Regions from separate parts of the Rattus norvegicus genome. Here region 1 is linked to region 2. The links are chromatin contacts, called in public Hi-C maps. All regions are on one chromosome and are shown on one strand. Each heading gives the region's core, a stretch centred on a gene start, on an enhancer-like site or on the middle of the called end of the contact. The rest is flanking DNA. Distances are from core to core; before and after follow the strand shown. Region 1 holds the start of Nxph3 (neurexophilin 3). Region 2 holds the start of Kat7 (lysine acetyltransferase 7).

What was found. A called contact is a pair of places that touch in the nucleus more often than the background predicts.
Region 1: a Hi-C map of kidney shows a contact between it and region 2, with 4 times the contacts expected there. The contact joins the promoter of Nxph3 here to the promoter of Kat7 in region 2. A contact is called at or near these places in 1 of 12 Hi-C or Micro-C datasets (kidney) and 1 of 1 datasets of contacts at active chromatin or transcription factors (oligodendrocytes).

Annotation. Positions count from the first base shown.
Region 1 is chr10:80,953,056-80,958,196 of GRCr8, forward strand. Nxph3 (neurexophilin 3) reads right to left here and starts at 3,691. Exons shown (of 2, transcript NM_021679.2): 1 at 3,437-3,691; 2 at 25-851. The coding sequence starts at 3,490. The coding sequence ends at 147.
Region 2 is chr10:80,748,354-80,754,048 of GRCr8, forward strand. It overlaps Kat7 (lysine acetyltransferase 7), which reads right to left and starts at 4,034. Exons shown (of 15, transcript NM_001415103.1): 1 at 3,865-4,034; 2 at 443-590. The coding sequence starts at 3,879. It overlaps LOC102546598 (a long non-coding RNA gene), which reads left to right and starts at 4,144. Exons shown (of 3, transcript XR_001840387.3): 1 at 4,144-4,284.

The DNA.
Region 1 (5,141 bases), core at 2,441-4,940, 200 kb after region 2:
GGGACCCTTCCCCAACACCTGAGGCCTGACCCTGACCCACCTGGCCTCTCTTCCTCTCCACCCCCTCCCTTCCTGAGGCCCATCCCTTTCCCTGCCCAGTGTCCAGACAGCCAGCCTCCTGCACAGGCCTCTGTGGCCCATCTAGGTCACCCAGATGGGTAGTAGGGGGTATCACTGTGGTAGTTGTAATCTGGGCACACCTTCTGCACCAGTCGATAGTCCGTGCTATAGAAGGCAATATAGACGCAGACGACTTTGAAGGGCTGGGAGCAGCTCCAGGTAGCGGAGCTCTGAGCGTGATCTCGGGAACAGATCTTGGCTGGGTCGTGGGTACAGAGTGAGGTCCGGCGGCCCCGTTCTACCTTCTCCCACTCCATCCGGCAGTTGAAGATTTTGGATGCCTTGGCTTCGATGAAGATCTGCTGCTCCTGGTGAAATTCCACAGCTTTGCTGGGGGGTACAAGGCTGATGGAGATGTTACCCTGGCCCGTGGCGTTGTGGCGGAAGTGGACGCTGAAGGTCCCGTTTCCGTGGTCCACAATCTTCCCTGTGACCAGCAGGTTCAGGGCCACTGTCTTGATGTTGGAGTAGAAATCACCCCATCCAAATATTTTTTTCACCTTGGTCGAGGGTAGGGGACTTTGTTTGGGGCGGTTGGGGGGTTGCCCAAGGATACCCCAAACCTCCCCGGGTGGGGCTAGCAGCCCTAGAAGGGTGGAGTTGGCCAAGGGGCGGGACTTAGGTGAAATGTGACCTCTCTTGCGAGGCACCCTAGGCCGAGGCTGACCCTCATGGTCATCATGCTCAGGGTCCTCTGAGCCAGGGGGCCCATCCTCTTGGCCGCAGATGACCTATGGAAGGATTTGGAAAGAGAATTAGAGCTTTGTCCCCAGAGGACCTAGAAGATTTGAGATCTGGCCACCCCATCACCATCTACAGTCTCTGTCCCTGTTTACTCAGGCTTAGGGGAGGGGGAAGCACGAGCTTGTTCCCTTGGGTGGGGGGGTGGTCAGGTGCGCACCCTGGCTTTTTCATAATCCACCCTCATGTTCTGATGCTTCAGTCATCTCCGTGACCCTTCTTCACTGCCCTGCCTTTGGCTGCTACTCAAAAATCTGGGGACTGGAGACACACAACTCTACTCTCTAGATAGGCCCCAGTCAGATGGGAGGGGCTTGGCTTCTGATCCTGCAGAAACCCCCCCAGTCTGAAAGGGATGTAGCATTTCTACCCCTTTCCTCCCGTTTTCTTATTCACTTTATATCCCTGATCGAAGACCTCCTCTCCTCCCAGTCCCTTCTCCCACTGCCCTTCCCCATCTCGCCCTCTCCTTCATCTCTGGGAAGGGTGAGGTCCCTCCCGGATATCAACCCACCCTGACACCTCAAGTCACTGCAGGTCTAAGTACTTCCTCTCCCTCTGAGGCCAGACAAGAAGCCCGGCAAAGGGGGAGAATTTCTATCCTTGAAATGTCCAAGGAGCCAGGGAAGTTTCGTTGCTATCTTCCAGAAGTCCTTCACCTGGAGTTGGGAGTTGCAATTATTTGGGGAGCCCTATCCTACCTTGGGAGCTCCCTTCTGTCAGTACACACACACACACACACACACACACACACACACACACACACACACACCTTATGCCTTTATGACATTTTAGTCTTCTGACTGAGACAGTGTTCCTAGCTTAGCATAACTGCTGCCCTTAGAGGTAAAGACAGTCTACACACCATAAAACAAGAAGCCAGGACCCAGCCAGAATCCCGGTCAGGTACCAGTTTGGTTCAGGTTTTGCTAAGGCTAGGAGACCAGGAGTGAATGCCACACCCAGGATGGCCATGCTTGTGAGAGCAAAACCCTTCTCTGGGGAACACGTGATGACATGCCAAGATGGCACTTGCATGATGAGGGACCAGTTCTTGTGAGTCCCATTTCACAGGTGAGGACATCGGGCCTTGAAGGTTACATCACCACAAGACACAGGCCACAAGTGTCAGTCTTCCCTTACAAGACACAGTCCCACCTCACGACCTTTCGCAAAAGACTTTTTAACCGAAGCCCTGTTTCCACCTGGAATGCCCTGTCAAACTCTGCCAGGGCTTGTCTTGCTTACGCAGGCTCAGCTATGGTGACAGGCCACACCTTGGGGAGTCTTCCTGGAGGAGAGCGGAAAGAGCCAGTGTGGCTCAGTAGGGCAACAGGGAGGTTACCTGGCTCCCTAGGCTCAGTGGCCTGAATGTGTGTTTGCTCAGGTTCTGAAAACGAGTTCTTACCAGTGTGTTTGTCACCCATGAGGGGACAGGAGCTCAGCCACAACATCTGGACTGATGATGACCTGGGTGGGGCAGAGGGAATCCTGAGGAGATGGGATGGGAGGCTCCAAAGGGTTTAGTCCTTATGCCTCGTGTTCTGGCCTTGGTGACCAAGCCAGTCCCAGAGTAAAGAATGGTCCTGCCTTCCAAGTCCCCAGTGCCCCAGGGTCAGGAGAGTCAAGAAGGGAGGTTCCTGGGGTTGGGTTCAAGGCTGTCCGCCTGTGCGTACTTGGCTCTAGGGTTTAACTGAATGGTTGAGACAGTCACTAGCTCAATACTAAAGAGGGCCACCGGAAAGGGCCAAGCAGGGACGACTTCCTCCCCAAGAGTGGACTAGGGGTGGGAGGGTTGCTGTCAATGGGAATTGTTTTGAGGAAGGGGGCAGTTCCTGTGGCGCTGAGGCTTCTCCAGGAGAGGACTGAGGTCGGGGCAGATGTGGGGCGGCGGGCACGGGTCGCGAGGGACTTCAGCTCCGTGCTAGGGTCCGGGGTGGGGTTCTAAAGCATCCTGGGCCGCGAGGGAGCGGGGTCTGGGCGCTCAGCTCAGCTGCTCTGAGCGCCTGGGGCGGGAGCCGCCTGCCCAGGTCCTGTGGGGCTCGGGCTGCGCGCAGCCGGGAGAGGCGAGGAAAACAACAGGCGAGGAGGGAGGGAGCGGGAGGGACGGCGGGAGGCAGGGACGCGGGGGCCGCCCCCAGTCCGCCCGGGCTTGGCGCGCCAGGGCCCACAGTTCGGGATTCTCTGGGCCCCAGAGGTCAGAGAAGAATACCGCGTCCCCTGACCAGGCAGGTCACCTGCCCCACCCCCGTTTCGCGCGTCCTGGGATGCTGCTACGAGAGGTCGGGTAATCCTTGGCTACTCAGCTTGGGGGGCCTTTTCCCTAGTGTCACTCGCACCTCCTGCCATCAGCCGCGAAGTGGGTGGGCCAGTCGAGCACCCTCCTCCCCGCCCCTATTAACCCTTACAGTCCGGCCTCTGGCCTCGGACCCGCCCTCTCCCCCAGCCTCCAGCGTTCACCGCAACCCCGGGATGCCGGGGTGGGGGTAGGGAGAAAGTTTCAGGGCTCCGCAGCTTCCCGCGCTCTCCCCATCCCCTGGCCCCCGCCCTGCGCCGCTCCCCGCGGACCACTCACCAGATAGAGGCTGCCCTGCACTAGGAACACGAAGCAGCAGCGGGTCAGTTGCATCTTCCTCCTCTGCTCTCACCCGTCTCTCTTTTCCTTTCGGGGTCCCAGGCCCCCTCCGCCCCGGACTGCTCCTTCAGGCGCGCTGTCCCATGCTTCGGTCCCTGGTGGCTTGCGGCCCTCCCCTCAGCCAGTTGCTGGGACCGACCCCGCCCCCTTCGGTCCAGCTGTGCAGCCGCCGCCCCCTCCCCGCGTCCAGCTGCGCGCCGCGCGGTCCCTTCTCCCGGTCCCAGATGTGCGCCCGGAGCGTCTCGAAGGGGCTCCGCCTGCGTGGTGGCTCTGCCGCTCCAGACAGGCGCTCGGCGCCCCGCTCGCTTCCAGAGGCTCGGCTCTTACCCAGATGTGCTGGGGACCTGCGCGCGCGCCCGTCCCCGGTGTTAATTCCCCAGACCAGACGGCCCCTCCCGCCCCGTCGCGGCGCGCCCCCTGGCGGACGCCCCGGGCCACGCCGAGCCGCGGCCGCCCGTTCCCCGCGCTGCGCCCCGCCAGACTGGAGCGCTCCTGGCGCCCAGGCGCCTCCCGCTTCCTCGTCCCTCCCACTGGCGGCGGCGGTGGCGGCGGCGGCGGCAGGTACGGTGAGCCCAGTCGGTACCTCCGGAGTTAACTCCTCCCCTGCCGGCTAGCAGCCTGGGGACCTGGGGCGCCCACTTTCCAGCGTAGGGGACAGGAGGGCGGAGGAGCTCTGGGAGAGGAGACGAGAGGCTGGAAGACCGCGGATGGGGACACCAGCTTTTCCGCCCTTCTGGCAGCGCGCCTTCTTTCTGTAGCGGGCACCCGGGAATCTGTCGCTCTACCTACCTTCACCCCAGGAGTCCTGGAATTTGGAAAGACAATTCTACCCAAACCCAATTTTAAGGGCCCAAGGATATTAACAAGGGACCACAGCTGCTTGGTTCTTGCAAGACTTGATGAGGGTGCTGAGGGAAGTTCTTCTAAGTGTCTAGCTCACACCCCTTTTTCTTAGCACATTTGTTCCTTTTCTTCTAAGACAGCCTAAGAGCAATCATTATGAGGCATTTGGTACTGGGCTGAAAAGACCACTAGGGACCAGACTGCATTCTGAGGTTGAGGTAAGGGTTTGCCTCCTGAGAAATAGAGGCGCGAAGGCCTCTCCGGGCATGTCCTTCCATCCTGCCCTACACATTCCCCATGGCACAGGTGCTCACCAGGCTGAGAAGGGCCCCACCCCAGTGGGATCCTAGGTTGCCCTGGTCTCTTCAAATCTCCAAAGCAAGAAAGATTAAGACCTAGACAAGAGATCCCAAAGGGTCAGGACCACCCTCCGTCACTCCTGCTCTCAATGGCTAGACCTCCTCCCTAGCTCTCTAGAACTCCTTTAGTCTTTAGAAAAACAAAAGGTCGAATCCTAGGACCCCTTTGAGGCATTTGGAGTGGCCCCAGCATACACTGGGCCTGTGAGAAGCCCTCCACACGGCGCTCCTGTGGCCCTCTGAGATCCAGTGTGGTCCCTGGCTGCAGCCCCCAGCTCACACCCAGCCTCCTCCCCCACCATCTGCCAGGCGTTGTGTGAGGAATGCAGATGAATCTTAATATCAGCCTGGGCCAAGTGCGAAGAGGGAGAGACTGCAGAAGGAAGAAGCTTGGATGAGCCCCCGGTCTCCTGGGTACCCTGGGCCTTTCCGGGGCTCTTTGA
Region 2 (5,695 bases), core at 2,784-5,283:
TATCAGATTATGATGCACAACATTAGTAAAACTACAGTTATGAAGTAAGGAAGATAATTTAATGGGGGGCTAGAGAGATGGCTCAGCAGTTAAAAGCACTGGCTGCTCTTCCAGAGGTCCTGAGTTCAATTCCCAGCAACCACATTAGGACTCATAATCATCTGTAATGGGATCTGGTGCCCTCTTCTATCCTGCAGCATACACACAGACAGAACACTATATACACAATAAATACATCTTTAAAAATATATAGTAATTTAATGGTTGGGGGATCACCATAACATGAAGAACTGTAATAAAGAGTCACAGTGTTAGGAAGGTTGAGAACCACTGCTCTGCATCAAGTCCAAGGACCAGCCTCCCTATGAATTAGACAATAAAATGATACCAATCTGTCCACTGTGAGGAACAGTCAGGAGAAGAAAGAAAGAAAAATGTTTACCTTGAGAACTCTGGCTTAGCCTGGCTGAAGAGCGGGTGACTCGGGCAGATCGGCGCGATGTGCCGTCACTCTCTGAACTGTCTGTATGCTCGAGATCTGTAGAAAAATCGGAATCTTCGGTTCCATCTGAACTACTGCCTGCATTTCTCTGTAATACCATAGATTCAGACATTAGCACAAAAGCATTTGCTGTGGTTTTCTATTAGCACTAGAAGCAAAATGAAGTACGATGCTGAAGTACCAAGTTCCAATGTAAGAAAGGGACAAGGCTTCCCCTCCCTGCCGCGCAGAGGCACTGGCCTTCCTTTCAGGCATGCTAGTGGAATAACCCGCAACCAAACCACCGGGACCAAGCAGACCAAGGAAGACAAGCAGTTCTCACTGCATTGTCACCAGTTCTCAATTCACACTGAATAGCTAAACTCTTATGACTTGGAAATAAAAGCACCCAAATCAAATGGTCTGGCTGGTCAAAAAGGAAGACAGAAAGGAAAAGCAAAAGCATGCATGGCCCAGACACTAAGAGCACAGGCTGCTCTGGCAAAGGACCCAAGTTCCACTGCCAGCACCCACTTGGTAGCTCACAAGTGTGGCCTGTAACTCCAGCTCCAGAGGGAGTCAATGCCTCCAGCCTCCTCAGGCACCTGTACTCATACACTCATACGCACGATTAAAAATAATATAAATATTTTTAAAACAAGAAAAAGTTCACTCACATGGCAGGCAACAACTGCCTGGAACTCTAGTTCTAGGAGCTCCAATACACTCTTCTGGTGTCTATCAGTACCTAGCTACATGTGGTAGTCTACATACACACATCGTGCACACAAACATTATACATGAAAAAATTAAAATAAAACATGCTGTAGTCTTTAACCAGAAAAAGATAAAAATTATTTTCTTAGCCATCAGTCCTTGAAGTTTCTCCACAGGGATGTTATAAGTGTTGGAAAGGAATTTATACTAAAAACTAAGTAGGTATTCAAACCAGGTTTTTTAAAAATTAGATTATTTTTACTCTATACGTATGAAAGTTTTGCCTGTGTATCACATACATGCCCTCAGGTCCAGGGAGGTTGTCAAATCACCGGGAACTGGAGTCATAAGTGGTTGTGAGGCACCATGTGGGTGCTTGAAACCCAGGTCCTCTGCAAGAGCAACAAGTACGCTGAACCTCTGAATAATCTGAGACCCCACATGCCAGGCTCTTAGAAACTCACACCACACCCTATCATAACTGTCAGCCTCCTGAGGCGTGATTAGCTATGGAGGTTAACTTTTTTAAAAAAAAGATTTATTTATTTAATGTATATGAGTACACTGTGGCTGTCTTCAGACACACCAGAAGAGGGCATCAGATCCCATTACATGTGGTTGCTGGGATTTGAACTCAAAACCTCTGGAAGAGCAGACAGTGCTCTTAACCGCTGGCTGAGCCATCTCTCCAGCCCCTATAGATTACCTGTATCAATTAAGCACTTACACTTATCCTTTTCTACGCCAGAAAAAGAATATTTGCTGCAATCACAACCCCTCAACCTCAGTCCTAATATTCTTGGCAGAGGACAGGAGTGGGATGGATGCACTAAGGACTGAAGTCAGGGCTTCGTAGCACTAACCACGCCCACTGAGCTACAGCCTAGCTCCAGGTCCCAACCCTTTACTCTTTAAAGAATAAGTTGCCTCGGGCCAAGTATGTTTGGGAGTTACTAGATTCTTACAAAGAACACAACCGGTGAGTAACGCCCCACACTAAAAACATTAATTAATATTTCTACAGCAAACAGAAATTTAATGTCACACTAACATGAGACATAAAAAACCTAAATAACCTAAGGCTAGTTTAGGAAAGATTTGCATCCAACAAGTTACTAACATAGTTACATTTTGTTTTTGTTGTTATTTTTGAGATAGGATCTTGCTATTTAGCTCAGGCTGGTCTGGAATTTATTATATAGCCTAGGTTTGCCTTAAGCTCATGATGAGCCCCCACCCCCAGCCTCTAGGGGGCCAGGACTACAGATCTGTACCACTACATCCAGCAAGAACTTACATTTGTTTTCTTCTTTTTGAGACAGGACCTCCCAGGACATAGACCATATGTACCCCAAACTACAGAGATCCACCTCCCAAGTGTTGGAACTAAAGGCTTGTCCATTAACATCCAGTAAGTATTTCCATTTTCCATGTTGACATTTGGAAACTTGGAAAAGGAGACTAGACCGTTCCAACATACCAGTATGTCTCCTGCATTTGGTGTGCCTCAATATAAATAAACACTACCTGTCAACTCTGGTCATTGTAAGAGACATTAATGTAAATATTTAACTTGGAAAACTTCCACGAAGAGTGAGCTCTGCAGAAATACGAATACCAACCATCTATCCATCCAACTATTTCATTCAAAATCTGACCACAAGTAGAGGCACCAGAGCCACAGAATGTCACTAAAAGGCTAACTTTAAGGTACTCTCAGCCAAAGGCCTAGATACCTGTCCATTACCTCCTATCAATTCTGCCTTGCTCAACCCTGAAAGTCGGCTCTTTACTTTTATTTCCCAAACTGCTTACAGTGTATACAATTTCAAGCAGAGACTGTACTGCGCTTTCTATGGTTACTTCTCTGTGTTCTCCACTGAACGGCGAAAACCCTTTAAACCAGTCATCACATATAATCTTCGAATCTCTAGCAACTAGCATGTAGCACTGCTCTCTGCATTTTACAACTAAACATATGGGACAAATGTCATCCAGTTCACCAAACGTTTACTGACCAGGAAATGTCAAACTGAACAAATACGTGGAAGACGTTGTCTGAGATGCAACAGGCCTGCGAGCTATCCCTTGGGGATGGGCGCTGGCTAATCACCCATCCTCTGCTTTGTTGCACCCCCCACCTGGAAAGAAAAGTAGTCTTCCCAACTCGCCTTTACACCTATCGCCATCTCTATCCGGAAGGGCGGGGCGTCGGTCGACCCAATCCAGGCCTTGCTAAGCCGCACCCGCCACAAGAACAGACTGCGAAGCTGGGCCAATAAAGAGAAGAGAGAGCATTCGCCACAGCCAGTCGGAGAGTACCGGAGCCAGACACAGACACCGCCCACGCACGCGGGGAGGTGACCGTTGGGCCCAAACAGGCGGCGTCACCATCCAATCAATATGCTTCTAGGCGTTTCCGCGACCAATTAACAAGACCGCCTCCGATCAGGGAAAGCAGAGGGCGGGAATAGTTACAGGCATAGGCCGAGGCCAGGGTCGGGCCCACATTTTTCCGTCTGGTACCGAGAGGAGACAGGTTGGCTAGGCTAGGTTCGAGGGAACAGAAAGTTGGAACCCAACCACTGCGAGGCGTGGCCAACCGCGTCACATTGCTCAATCGACTCCCCTTAGAAGCCCGCCATCCCTTCTCTGCCATTTCTCACCTTCCTTCGCGGCATTGCCGGCGGCTGCAGCCCGACGGTCCCGATTCGGGCGGCGGCAGCACCAGCAGGAACGGGGGCTCCGGCGGGCTCCGTGGCGGCCTCTGTAACAGTTCCAAACGCTGCGGACGATCCCAAGTGCCTCCTGCCTCTCAGCGTCTAGAGCCTTCTGCGCAGGCGCCGCGGGCTGGAAGCGCCTTTTCCTTCACTTCCGGCTGAGGCTTGCGTCACCTGACCTTTAAGCCAGTGAGAATACAAGGAAGTTCGAAACTTGTACTGAGGCTAGTCAGCGCCATTTTGGAATTGGGCAGGAGACGACACCAATTGTGAAACCTTGGACTAGACATTTCTAGATAGGAATGCGGCATCCGTTGTGGAATTAGGTAGCCATGATTGTTTGGGGCAGAAGTCTGGCAGTTGAAGGTAATCGTTTTCATCTTTACGTTGGGCAAACTCCCTTCCTGGTCGTTTTAATTTGCAGCGTGGAAGGAGGAAAACCCCAGAATCCATCAGGTTGTCGAGCTTTAACCCTTTCATTTCCTAGTCGGTCAAAAGTCGTTTCCGTTTATCATGTGAACTTAGAGCTGGCTAGAGATATTTTTGCACAAGGAACTGTTGTAAGAGCTACTCTGTGTTCCGGAGTGGTGTGAATGGGGCTTGAATAAAGGATTGACAGGGTTATATCAGTCTGGAAGTGCAGTAGGGGACACATTGTCCTTATATTAAGAGAACAGCTAGTAAGTTACGTCCATGTTACAGGATGGTGCAGAGCCATTCTCCGAATGCCGTAGCTCCAAAGAATTCCCAATTTAGCTCTGCTGTGAAACGCCCCCGACTTATCAGTACTCTGGTTTGAGAGCTTCGGGTGGCCCGGAGAGGGGCCCAGGGCGTGATCTGAATATGAGGGTGCTGTCCCCATTCAGCCCTTGTAACCTCTGTAGTACAAATGCAGGAGCCAAGAATTGGGTGGAGAGAGAAATAGTATTTTGAAAGGCACTGGAAAGGGAGTGGGTATTTAAGTAATAATAAAAGGGCTTAAGAAGGAGAAATTAAGAGTGAAAGAAGAGCTGTACGAAAAGCTTGGAACCAGGCAGGGTGGTACATGCTTTGTGAAGCCGGCAGAACCAAATCTTGACCTTAAGGCCAACCTGGTCAACACAGCGAGTTCCCGGCTAGATCCTGTCTCGAAAAAGAGAGGTCTGTTAAGTGGTTACAGGCCTTGAAGTTAATTAACATCAGGGGACTTGAGAGAACCAAGGTGGACCAAGAGTGACTTGCTGGGATCAAGACAACCTTAGTTACCAAGATAGGATTCTGGTTCCAGATTTATTTGTCTGTGTGTGTGTCATGACCAGTGAATGCTCAGAGGACAACTTTGGAGAGTAGATTCCTAACTTCCACCTTCATGGGATCTCAGGGATCAAACTCAGGTCACCAGGCTTGTTGACAGATCAAGTGCTTTTATCCACTAAGTCACCACAGACCCCTATCAGAATTTCAATCTGAGGCTGGCTAACCTGGAGAGAAGCTTTGGGAACTGAATACAAACCTGATTCATATGCTAAACAGAGGACTCTTCAGAGTTAAAAGTTCCGGACGGCTTAGCCCACACTCCTTAGGAGGAAGAGGGAGGATAGCTTAAGCCATTGTTGATGCCTGTTGCATGCAGTATTTTGCTTTTACCTCCTCCCCTCCCCCCAAGCTGAGGACTGAACCCAGGGCCTTGCACTTGCTAGGCAGGCGCTCTGAGCTAAATCCCCAACCCCTTGCTTTTAGTTCTCAGTATAAATACCTTTTAACAATCTATTTGCATTGATTTGCACATTAAAAACTT